Regions from separate parts of the Ovis aries genome. Here region 1 is linked to region 2. Evidence: chromatin contacts called from public Hi-C data. All regions are on one chromosome and are shown on one strand. The core of a region is the stretch at or near the end of the contact, and the rest is flanking DNA. Distances in the headings are between cores, read along the strand shown. Region 1 overlaps LOC132658493 (a long non-coding RNA gene). Region 2 has its middle 150 kb from the start of GALNT1.

Region 1 (6,521 bases), core at 2,293-4,792, 320 kb before region 2:
TAGAAAACTAAGCAAATAAAAAAGAAGCAATGTAATGATCTTCCAAGAGCAAGAACATACAAGGGTATCACCAGAAAGAAAATATATAACAATTTCTGGCCCACCTGTGAACAATGCTTACAAAATCATAAAATGGAAAAGATGACTAATTTTGTATTATACCTATATTTAGAGTCATCATTTAAATGTATGATAATATTAAATTAAAATTAAATATTGAAAGATATATTTGTATTTCTGTGTGTGTGTGTGCTGAGTCGCCTAAGTCTTGTCCGACTCTTTGCAACTCTATGGATTATAGCCCACCAGGCTCCTCTGTGCATGGGATTCTCCAGGCAAGAATACTGGAGTTGGTTGCTGTGCCCTCCTCCGGGGATCTTCCTGACCCAGAGATGGAACCCGCGTCTCTTGTTTCTCCTGCATTGGCAGGCGGGTTCTTACCACTAGCACCACCTGGGAAGCCCATATTTGTATTCCAATATATTTTAACTCAATATTGCATTATCACTATAATTAGAGGAGAAGGTGAAATGGTCCACTGAAGTAATACAGTGTTTTTGCCTTCTCCTCCACAAGAGGGCGCAAGGTGAATACGATTTTCAAGTCCATTGTTTCACTCGTGCCTTTGGCTGTGGCCGGGGATGACCACTTACTCCCATCTGGGTAGAGTTGACAAACTATTATTGTTAATATCTAAACAACTGTCTTTGGGGTCGGGAAGCTGTTGAAGGGATACCCAGATGAAGAAGTCACGACTTAAGTACTCACAATCTGGTGGGAACACAAACTCACAGAGGGAACAAAAATAACACATTTGGAGGGCGTGCTAAGGGCGCAAGGAGTCCCGCGGACGATGAGTTGGGGTGTTCCTTCGGAGAGGTTGCAACGCTTGGGGGCGATGTGTTTGAATGAAGCAGAGCGGTGGCGTGGACTGCGCATGCACAGCTCCACTGTGGGGGCACCGAGGGCGGGGTGGGGGTGGGGGTTGCTGTGGGAACGTAGGAAATTCTACACCAGCAGACCCGAGGCCGCAGACAACACTGCCTGCAAACACTGGGCAGTTTCTGAGGTCTGTTCTCCTTTCTTTGTCCCTTGAAATCTGCTCTGTACCCTCAAGGGCCCATGACCTTCACGCAGTTATCCCCTGCCCATTGCCCCCCAAATCCCCCAGCCCAAGACCTTCTCAGGTGTAGTTCAGTCTCTCCTCGCAGAGGCCTTTCCTTGTCCAGAGCCCTTCCTTCCTAGCTGCTGCTGCTGTTTCTGCTGCTGCTAAGTCGCTTCAGTCCCTCCTAGAGACTGGTGCTTTCTTTCAGGCCTTCCTGCTCCTCGAGGGTCTGCTCCCTGACCTCTCACCTCTTCTCTCCTGGCCGGTCCTCCTCAATGCCAAGATTGCCGCCCTTCTTCCCCCTGGTCTCACACCTGTTGCCCCGTCAGCTCCCTCTCTAGAGGCCTGCAAAGTGTTGACTTAAAAAATATCACAGCCTACAGTGTGATCATCCTCCTGTGGGACTTACCCCCATCCTCCAGGGCCCCGTGGGGTCTGGGGCACGTGTGATGTGAGTCAGGGTATGTGTGTGTGTGTGTGTGTGTGTGTGTGTGTGTGTGTGTGTTTTACTAACCCTACTATGAACAGAACCCCTGGGTTTACGGATGTTTCCCCATCATGACAACCACCCCGAGTGTTAAATAGTGGAAGGGATTGATAGAGTCTAGTTTTTAGGCATAGGAAACAGCTTAACTGGTGTAATGGAATCTGACTCAGAGATGCAATCAGATATTCTTGGTGCCGTAGTGTAAGGAGATCTAAAGGTACTTTGTGAAATGTTAGTCGTTCAGTCGTGTCCGACTCTTGGGACCCTATGGACTGTAGCCTGCCAGGCTCCTCTGTCCATGGGATTTTCTCCAGGCAAGAATACGGGAGGGAGGGGTTCAGGATAGGGGGCACATGTGTACCTGTGACTGATTCACATCGATGTATGGCAAAACCCACCACAATATTGTAAAGTAATTATCCTCCAATTAAAATAAATAATTAAAAAAAAAAAGAATACTGGAGCAGATTTCCATGACCTCCTCCAGGGGATCTTCTGCCCTGAGTGCCCTTAGGCCCCAGGAACTCACACTGAAGTTGATGACTGTGACATCTTTGTTTCCTGATATGGCAGGAAATATTCCGTTTCTCAAAAGGGACTGATTTGCAGGACCCCTGGGGCTCTGGTTGGTGTTGGAGAAGACTCTTGAGAGTCCCTTGGACTGCAAGGAGATCCAACCAGTCCATTCTGAAGGAGATCAACCCTGGGATTTCTTTGGAAGGAATGATGCTAAAGCTGAAACTCCAGTACTTTGGCCACCTCATGAGAAGAGTTGACTCATTGGAAAAGACTCTGATGCTGGGAGGGATTGGGGGCAGGAGGAGAAGGGGACGACAGAGGATGAGATGGCTGGATGGCATCACGGACACGATGGACGTGAGTCTGAGTGAACTCCGGGAGATGGTGATGAACAGGGAGGCCTGGGGTGCTGCGATTCATGGGGTCGCAAAGAGTCAGACACGACTGAGCGACTGCACTGAACTGAACTGAACTGGGGCTCTGGTGAATATGGCTGGCATGCTTTCACACCTCTCCTTTTCCCTTGGTGTCCTCGTCTTCACACTGTACCCTGGGCATTTCAATCTGATATTTCCAAAGCAACGACACTGCTCACGGACTCTGAGCCTAAAGTGTGAAAACGTCTGCACCATCCTTGCAGATCTTAAATCTGGTTCTAAGTGAGCTTGTCCACCGTACAGTGTGATGGTGTTGGGGAATCACAGGGTCGCGTGCACAGGCCCGCCTCCTGGTGCCGCCCTTCCTGCCCGGGCACCTGGGCAAGTGAAAGGACCTCTCGGAATCTCCGTGCCCCCATCTGTAAAATGAAGCCAGTGAGCAATTACCGCGTGGGATTGTCCTGAGAAGTAAAGGAGGTAACAATAAATGAGACAGTCTTTCCTAAGCACCTAGGAAATCGCTTACGCTAAAAGGAAGTGCTTAAAAAAAAAATGCAGGTATTATTATTACTGGGGCTTCCCCTGGTGGCTCAGTTGGTGAAGAACCTGCCTGCAATGCAGAAGACACATGTTCAATCCGTGGGTCGGGTAGATCCCTTGGAGGAGGAAATGGCAACCCACTCCAGTATTCTGGCCTGGAAAATTCCATGGACAGAGGAGCCTGGCGGGCTATACAGTCCATAGAGTCCCAAGAGTCAGACATGACTTAGCGACTAAATCCCCACCCCACCATTATTATTATCTGTTTTTTCTTCGTCTGTGACACTCAAGTGGGATTGCCAAGGGCAGACTGAATGATCTCCAGGAGGCTCCTTCAAGCTCCACTCTGAGTTTCTCAGATATGACCTGCCATACCCGCTGGGCAAGCTAGTGACTCAATCCTGATAACTTCCCTCTTCTGTTTATCTCCTCTGGCAACCCCCACGCACCCTACCCCGCCCTGTGACACCTCCCAGCAGCTCTTTGTGCTAAATTCCTCTGAGTGGTTTCAGTTCTGGGTGCAGTGGCTTTGCCATCTGGGGAGTCGGCCCCAGACAAGTGGCGTCCAGAGGAGACCTCACGACCTCTGCTCGCAGTCAGGTTTCTAGATATGAATATGGGTCAAAGGACACTGTATTGGTTGCTCTGAAAGCCACCTGGTGTATGCACGTGTTTTCATTTCTATTCTGGAACAAAATCTTACTCAGCCTACAATGGGGCAGTGTTTCTGGGCCTGAGGGGAGGCGGAACCTTCACTGACGTGTCCAGCTGGTCAGGTTGTCCCTTCCCCTAAGACATTTCTGTTTCCTGGCATTTTTGCTGCCTTCCTGCTTTAGAACAACAGCAGCCATGAGTAAACCCTTCACACACTGCATGTGCCTTGAAGCACAGCACGACCGAGAAGAGGGCTCCCGTCAGCCCAGTTTGGACCCAGGTGCTATTTTCCCAAGTGACCGAGGGAAGGCACGAGTGTTTCCTAAGGACCAGGCTCAGCCACTCAAATGAGAAAGCTGGCCTGGGGTCAGCTTGTATCCCAACCGAGAAGGCTCCCCGACACTCAGAACCCCACAGTTCTGAGGCTGCATCAGACACCTGGAGGCTGAGGCAGGAGTCTTGAGTGACAGACTGCAAAGAGATCCCCAGAGACTAGGAGATCATTGAAGAATCCACAAAAATACCTCAGGGAAGAAAGGACTTGCTTTATGGGGAGGGCTGGTGCCAGAGCATCACGGAATTCCAAGTTATACAAGCACTTCCTGCCCTTCCTTCCCCTCCACCCTGCAAGGTCACAGCAAAGGATGGGATGAAAGTCATAAAAGAGGTTGGAGGGAAAAGAGAAAAGCATTAGAATGTTTCCCCCTGCAGGTGGGATGGGAAACCCAGCCCAAGAATGAAATTTAAAGTTTTCATTATTGTTGTTGAAAAGCTGGCTTAAAGCTCAACATTCAAAAAACAAAGATCATGGCATCCAGTCCCATCACTTCATGGCAAATAGATGGGGAAAAAGTGGAAACGGTGACAGATTTTATTTCCTTGGACTCCAGAATCACTGCACACGGTGACTGGAGTCATGAAATTAAAAAACGCTTGCTCCTTGGGAGAAAAACTATGACAAACCTAGACAGCACCTTAAAAAGTAGAGACGTCACTTTGCTGACAAAGGTCCTTATAGTCACAGCTATGGTTTTTCCAGTAGTCACGTATGGATGTGAGAGTTGGATGATAAAGAAGGCTGAGCACCAAAGAATTGATGCTTTTGAATTGTGGTCCTGGAGAAGACTCTTGAGAGTCCCTAGGACTGCAAGGAAATCAAACCTATAAATCCTAAAGGAACTCAACCCTGAATATTCATGTAAGGACTGATGCTGAAGCTGAAGCTCTAATACTTTGGCCACCTGATGCAAAGAGCCAACTCATAGGAAAAGACCCTGATGCTGGGAAAGATTGAGGGCTGGAAGAGAAGGAGGGCGACAGAGGATGAGATGGTTGGATGGCATCATTGACTTAGTGGACATGAGTTTGAGCAACTCATCCGGGAGATAGTGGAAGGACAGGGAAGCCTGGCATGCTGCAGTTCACAGGGTCGCAAAGGGTCGGACATAACTGAGCTACTGAACAACTAGACCTGCTATGACAAGAGGATCTTTGGTGACTCATAAGTAACCAGATGGAGCAGTAGCTGCAGGGAAGGTGTTTCTACGGTGGGTGAGGTTGCAGCGTGACTAAAAGCCTACTTTTTGTTTAAATGCTCCATGGTGGTAGTACGTCAAAGCCAGGGTGATATCTAGTCACCCTGTAAATAGGAACGCTCATGGAGTTCTGCCTCTCACCAGACTATAATGGCAACTGATCACATGTATATTACAGCACCAGTGGTTCTGAGATGAAGTTCCACCCCAGGACAGCGTAGGTGGGATTGGACAGTGTCTGAATTATTTAGAAGTGCTATAGGCTGGTGGAAAAAAAAAAAAATTCAAGGATTAGGAAAGAGGAGAAAAACTCCAAAAAAAAATCTTCATATAAATGGAAATTATTTTTAAAAAATCTACCAACACATGAAAGTTAACTATGTTGGATTTAAAAATGAGTATCAACTCCCACTCCCTGCCCCAGAATGGCTTGCCTAGAGCCCAAGGGGTCTATGGACATCCTAAGCGTTGGTGAGGCTGATGGTCTCAGTTTTAGAGAGTGGCCAGCTAAAGCAGGAGCGTATCTGATGACTAGGGGCACCTTCAACATTTCATGAACACGTGCTGTTTGTTCTAGCTCTCAGAGAAGAAAGGATGTGGAGACTGGCATTTGCTGGTTGCAGGCAAGGAAGTTTAACGTGGAAGACATGGGCATATTTTATAACAATACAAGCTATGGTGAATGTCAGGATTTGTTAAAACGTGATTAAATGACAGCATGCCTCAAAACAAAAATTTAAATTGAATAGAATGAATTTAACTGCTAAACCAAAGCACATAAATTATGTTTTCAAAAGGCAACAGAATTCTGCTCCTAGCCAAGGTAGAGTAGCAGAGACTGTATTTACTTTCCCATCTGAAACAACTGAAAGAAAAGGAAAGAAAAGGATGAAATATATGAAACAATGGTTGTCAAGAGCCTGGACATCAGGCAACAGAGGACAGTGATCCCTGTGATAAAGGAAACAAATGATTGCCCCAGCTTGTTGCTTTGAGGGGGCTTCTCTGGTGGCTCAGAGGTAAAGAATCCACCTGCTAAGGCAGAAGACCCGGGTTCGATCCCTGGATCAGGAAGATCCCTTGGAAAAGAAACTGGCAACCCACTTCAGTATTCTTGCCTGTGAAATCCATGGACAGAGGAGCCTGGTGGGCTACAGTCCATGGGGTCCAAAAGAGTCAGATACAACTGAGCAACTAAACAAGACATTGCTTTGAGAATTTTCAGATGAAAGTACAAGGAAAGGGATCCAAGCATAGCAAGACCGAATTCCATGCTGCCTATAAGAAACCCATTTAGTATAAGG
Region 2 (5,899 bases), core at 2,194-4,693:
AGAACCCGAGTCACAACTACTGAGCCCTATGTTCTAGAACCTGAGAGCCACAACTGCTGAGCCGATATGCTGTATTTACCGAAGACCATGCCCCGTAGAGCTCAAGCTCCACAACAGAAGAAGCCACTGCAATGAGAAGCCCGTGCACAGCAACTAGAGAACAACCCCACTCGCCACAACTAGAAAAGAGTGCACACAGCAATGAAGACCCAGCATGGCCAAAAATAAATAAGTAAAATTACAAAACAGAACAGATCTGTGATCTACTTTAAGTTAACTTATGTGACGGGTATAAGGTCTGGGTCCAGGTTCATCTTATTTTGTATGTAGATATCCAGTTGTTCTAGCATCAACTATTGAACAGACTATCTTTGCTCCATCATATTGCCTTTGCTTCTTCGTCAAGGATTAGTTGACCATACTTATGGGTCTCTATTTTCAGGCTTTTGATCTGTCTTTCACCAATATCCTGCTCTCTTAATTATCGCAGCTATATAATAAGTCTTGAAGTCAGGTGGAATCAGCCCCCAATACTGTTTTTCTCCTTCAATTTTGTGCTGGCTGTTCTTAGTCTGTTGTCTCTCCATATGAACTTTAGAATCAGCTTTTTGATATTCTATAAAATAACTTGTTAGTTTCTCCTGAGGGTAGGTCTTGTTAAGAACAGATTTCTTGGCATATTTCAAAATGGGTTCTTTACCCCTCGTGCCAGATGCCCTGGGGTAATTTTTCTCTGATATTTACTGCGGGGATCTGATTGAGCTCCTGAGTGTAAATCACACAGTATTGTGGCGGTCCCTCTGTGCCTGGGTGCCCTGGAGTTTTTAACTCTCAGATTTGTCCACTCTGAGCCTCCAGCAATCACAGTTCAGATTTTCCTAGCCTGTCACCAGTTCCTGCAGTGAATTCTGCTCATGAGCCTACTCCTCTGGTAAGCAGGGGTAAACTGCAACTTCCTGTATCCACCTGACTCTTCAATCTTGGGGCAGTGGTTTGCCCTGTCCTCCTTCTATGGATCCAAGAAGAAGTGTTGATTTTCCAGCCTGTTTAGCTTTTTATACATTGTTAGAATGGATGGTGACTTTCAAGCTCCTTGCATGTGGAACTGGAAACCAGAATTCCATCCTGTAGCTCTTAGACTTCCACGGTTCCTTCAGTTCAGTTCAGTCATTCAGTCGTGTCCTCAGACTCTTTGTGACCCCATGGACTGAAGCACGCCAGGCTTCCCTGTTCTTCACTATCTCCTGGAGTTTGCTCAAACTCATGTCCATTGAGTCAATGATGCCATTCAACCATCTCATCCTCTGTCTCCCTCTTTTCTCTTGCCCTAAATCTTTCCCAGCATCAAAGTCTTTTCCAGTAAGCCAGTTCTTTGCATCAGGTGGCCAAAGTACTGGAGCTTCAGCATCAGTCCTTCCAATGGATATTCAGGATTGATTTCCTTTAGGATGGACTGGTTGGATCTCCTTGCAGTCCAAGGGACGCTCAAGAGTCTTCTTCCAACACCACAGTTCAAAAGCCTCAATTCTTCGGTACTCAGCTTTATGGTCCAACTTTCACATCTATACATGACTACTGGAAAAAACATAGCTTTGACTAGATGGACTTTGCCAGCAAAGTAATGTCTCTGTTTTTCTAGAGTTTTTAATTTCTTATAGTTTTTAAATTCACTTCTTTGTATAGTATTTTTTAAACAGTTTGCTCAAGATACTATACTATTTAAATGTATATAACATCAGTTTACTGAGGTTAACATTTTTCAGTTCAAGTAAAGCAATTATGTTTTTAACACTCATTCTCTTTGTGTCCTGAATGTACAGATGAGATTTTTAAATCAGGATTAGATTTCTCATTATTGACCAAAAATAACAAGCATGTGCTTCTCCCATATCCGTAATGAAAGTCAGGTCAATACGATGAGAGTGAGCTCAAATACAAAGACACATGCAGGGTGGGGTGGTCCTAAGATGGCAGAGGAATAGGACGGGAGACCACTTTCTCCCCCAGAAATTCATCAAAAGAACATCTGAACACTGAGTAAATTCCACAAAACAATTTCTGAATGCCAGCAGAGGACATCAGGCACCCAGAAAAGCAGCCCATTGTCTTCGAAAGGAGGTAGGAAAAAACATAAAAGATGAAAGAGAGACAAAAGAGGTAGGAATGGAGGTCTGTCCTGGGAAAGGGAAAGGGAAGTCGCTCAGTCGTGTCCGACTCTTCATGACCCCATGGACTGCAGCCCACCGGGCTCCTCCGTCCATGGGATTTTCCAGGCAAGAGTACTGGAGTGGGGTGCCATCGCCTTCTCCAATGAATGAGTCTACCTATTTGTAAAAATGTGACTGATGAAAACAGTGCAATCACTAGGTTATCACACTGTGCAAGTTCAGTTGTCAAGAGGGAGCAACTCAAAGGACATCACACAATCTATAAATCAGCTGGAAGGAGCCATCCTGGGAAGGGAGTCTTTAAAAAGAGAGAAGTTTCCAAACACCAGGAAATACTCTCACTGCTGAGTCTGTGGCAAGCCTTGGAACCACAGAGGGCAACATAACAGGGAGGAAAAATAAGTAATCAAAACACACAGATTACTTGCCCAGTGGTAACTTCCAGCAGAGAAGCAGCACAGACGCCTGCATCCGCCACTAGCAAGTGAGGGCTGGGCAGGGAGGTGGGGGCTGCATTGCTTAGAGTAAGGACTTGGCCTGAATGCCCCAAGGGCAATCTGAGGGAACTAACATGGGCTAGCAAACCAGACTGTGCGATAACTACCATGCAAGGAACCTAAGGAACCTAAGACACCACCAGGACCGCTCACGGAACAAAGGCCCTGACCTGGGACACCGTCAGGCCCGCTCACAGAACAAAAGATGGAGCAGAGCTAGCCAGCTGCAGACCAGCCATGCCCCTCCGGTGACAGGCAGGCGAGGGCAGCCAGAGCCGGAAGAGGGCAATCGCGGCCCCAGAGAGGCATTATCTACCAAACTGCAAGCAGGCTTCGTTGCTAACCAAGACTTCTTGGGACTCTGGATGGTCAACTTCTGCCTGAGAAGGTATGCCGGTTGTACACCCAGAAAACCAAGCGGCAGGGACGGGGGAGGCGATAAGTCGCAACGACCGTGCTCGCCAAACACCTGGTCACCTGAGCTGCTCGGACCTGGGAAGGGCACAAAATGCAGGCCCAACCGAGTCTGCACCTCTGAGGACTATCTGAGTGCCTGAACCTGAGCGGCTTAGACCTGGGAGGTGCATGCAGCCCAAGCCGGCCTCAGACAGTTCCCAGCGGAGCAACCTAGAGCCTCAGCAGTGTAGGCAGGGAAACCACACACACTGTGAGTGGGGCAAACCCAGTGTGGCCGAGACACTGCGAGCACACGCCAGTGTTACTTGTTTGCAGCGTCCCTCCCTCCCCACAGCACGACTGAACAAGTGAGCTTAAAAAAGTGTCCACCACTGCCCCCTTGAGTCAGGGCGGAAATTAGACACTGAAGAGACCAGCAAACAGAAGAAGCTGAAACAGAGGGAACTGCCTTGGAAGTGGCAGGTGCAATAGACTAAAACCCTGTAGTTAGCACCGACTACATAGGAAGGAGCCTATAGATCTTGAGAAATGTAAGCTGGATCAAGGAACTATCTGAAATTAACTGACCCCACACTGCTCACAACACCACCAGAGGAAGTGCTAGGTATATTTGTACCATTTTTACTATCATTCTTTAATTTAAAAAATATTTTTTTAATTTCAAGTCCTCTATTACTCCTTTAATTTTCATTTTTATAACCTACTATTACTTTGCAAAAAGAGAGACCTGTTTTTTTAAAGCAAACTTCATATATACATATTTTATAATTTTTGTGACTTTGTCTTTTTTTTCTTTAATATTGTATTATTAAAAATCCAACCTCTACTCTAGATTTTTAATCTTTTTGGTATTTGTTATCAATTTTGTACCTTTAAGAACCCAATCTTCAGTACCCATTTTCACTTGGGAACAAGATTACTGGCTTGACTGCTCTCTCCCCCTTTGGACTCTTCTTTTTCTCCACCAGGTCACCTCTATCTCCTCCCTCCTTCTTTTCTTCTCTACCCAACTCTGTGAATCTCTTTGTGTGTTCTGGGCTGGGGAGAACATTTAGGGAACTGATTACTGGTTGGATCTGTCTCTCTCCTTCTGATTCCCCTCTTTATCCTCCTGGCCACCTCTGTCTCCTTTCTCCCTCTTCTCTTCTCTATATAACTCTGTGAAGATCTCTGAGCAGTCCAGACTGTGGAGCGCACATAAGGAAGTAATTACTGGTTAGCTTGCTCTCTCCTCTTTTGATTCCACCTCATCTCATCCTGGTCACTTCTATCTCCCTCCTCCCCCTTCTCTTCTCCACGTAACTCTGTGAACCTCTCTGTGTGTCCCTCACTGTGGAGAAACTTTTCATCTCTAACATAGATGTTCTATCAATGGTGCTGTATAGATGGAGAAGTCTTGAGGCTATTGTAAAAATAGACTGAAAACCAGAAGCAGGAGGCTTAAGTCCAAATCCTGAGAACACCAGAGAACTACTGACTCCAGGGAATATTAATCGACAGGAACTCATCAAACACCTCCATACCTACACTGAAACCAAGCACCACCAAGGGCCAACAAGTTCCAGAGCAAGACATACCATGCAAATTCTCCAGCAACACAGGAACATAGCCCTAAGCTTCAATATACAGGCTGCCCAAAGTCACTCCAAACCCACTGACATCTCATAACTCATTACTGGACACTTCATTGCACTCCAGAGAGAAGAAATCTAGCTCCACCCACCAGAACACTGACACAAGCTTCCCTAACCAGGAAACCTTGACAAGCCACCTGTACAACCCCACCCACAGCGAGGAACTCTACAATAAAGAGAACTCCTCAAACTGCCAGAATACAGAAAGGCCACCCCAAACACAGCAATATAAACAAGATGAAGAGACAGAGGAATACCCAGCAGGTAAAGGAACAGGATAAATGCCCACCAAACCAATCAAAAGAGGAAGAGATAGGGAATCTACCTGATAAAGAATTCCGAATAATGATAGTGAAAATGATCTAAAATCTTGAAAACAAAATAGAATCACAGATAAATAGCCTGGAGACAAGGATTGAGAAGATGCAAGAAAGGTTTAACAAGGACCTAGAAGAAATAAAAAAGAGTCAATATATAATGAATAATGCAATAAATGAGATAAAAAACACTCTGGAGGGAATAAATAGTAGAATAACGGAGGCAGAAGATAGGATTAGTGAGGTAGAAGATAGAATGGTAGAAATAAATGAATCAGAGAGGAAAAAAGAAAAACTAAGTAAAAGAAATGAGGACAATCTCAGAGATCTCTGAGATGTTAAATGCCCCAACATTCAAATCATAGGAGTCTCAGAAGAAGAAGACAAAAGAAAGACCATGAGAAAATACTTGAGGAAATAATCGGGAAGGAAATAATCACTCAAGTCCAAAAAACCCAGAGAGTTCCAAATAGGATAAACCCAAGGCAAAACACCCCAAGACACATATTAATCAAATTAACAAAGATCAAACACAAAGAACAAATATTAAAAGCAGCAAGGAAAAACAACAAAATAACACACAAGGGGATTCCCATAAGGACAAGAGCTGATCTTTCAATAGAAACTCTTCAGGCCAGGAGGGAATGGCAAGACATTCTTAAAGTGATGAAAGAAAATAACCTACAGCCCAGCAAGGATCTCATTCAAATATGAAGGAGAAATCAAAAGCTTTACAGACAAGCAAAAGCTGAGAGAATTAAGCACCACCAAACCAGCTCTCCAACAAATGCTAAAGGATCTTCTCTAGACAGGACACAAAAAGGGTGTATAAACTCAAACCCAAAACAATAAAGTAAATCGAAACA

The links. A called contact is a pair of places that touch in the nucleus more often than the background predicts.
Region 1: a Hi-C map of hypothalamus shows a contact between it and region 2, with 4 times the contacts expected there. The contact joins two enhancer-like sites. A contact is called at or near these places in 6 of 16 Hi-C or Micro-C datasets (blood, hypothalamus, liver and 2 more).

Annotation. Positions count from the first base shown.
Region 1 is chr23:22,030,437-22,036,957 of ARS-UI_Ramb_v3.0, reverse strand. The region is part of intron 1 of LOC132658493 (a long non-coding RNA gene); the gene reads right to left. Among named protein-coding and RNA genes, the nearest start is that of ZNF24, 44 kb to the left of the region's middle. Within about 2 kb of position 3,542, at least 17 of the 54 cell types and tissues checked have an H3K27ac peak or open chromatin away from gene starts, as enhancers often do. A contact at or near this core is called in hypothalamus, where this site is marked.
Region 2 is chr23:21,709,660-21,715,558 of ARS-UI_Ramb_v3.0, reverse strand. No RefSeq gene overlaps it. Among named protein-coding and RNA genes, the nearest start is that of GALNT1, 150 kb to the left of the region's middle. Within about 2 kb of position 3,443, at least 2 of the 54 cell types and tissues checked have an H3K27ac peak or open chromatin away from gene starts, as enhancers often do. A contact at or near this core is called in hypothalamus, where this site is marked.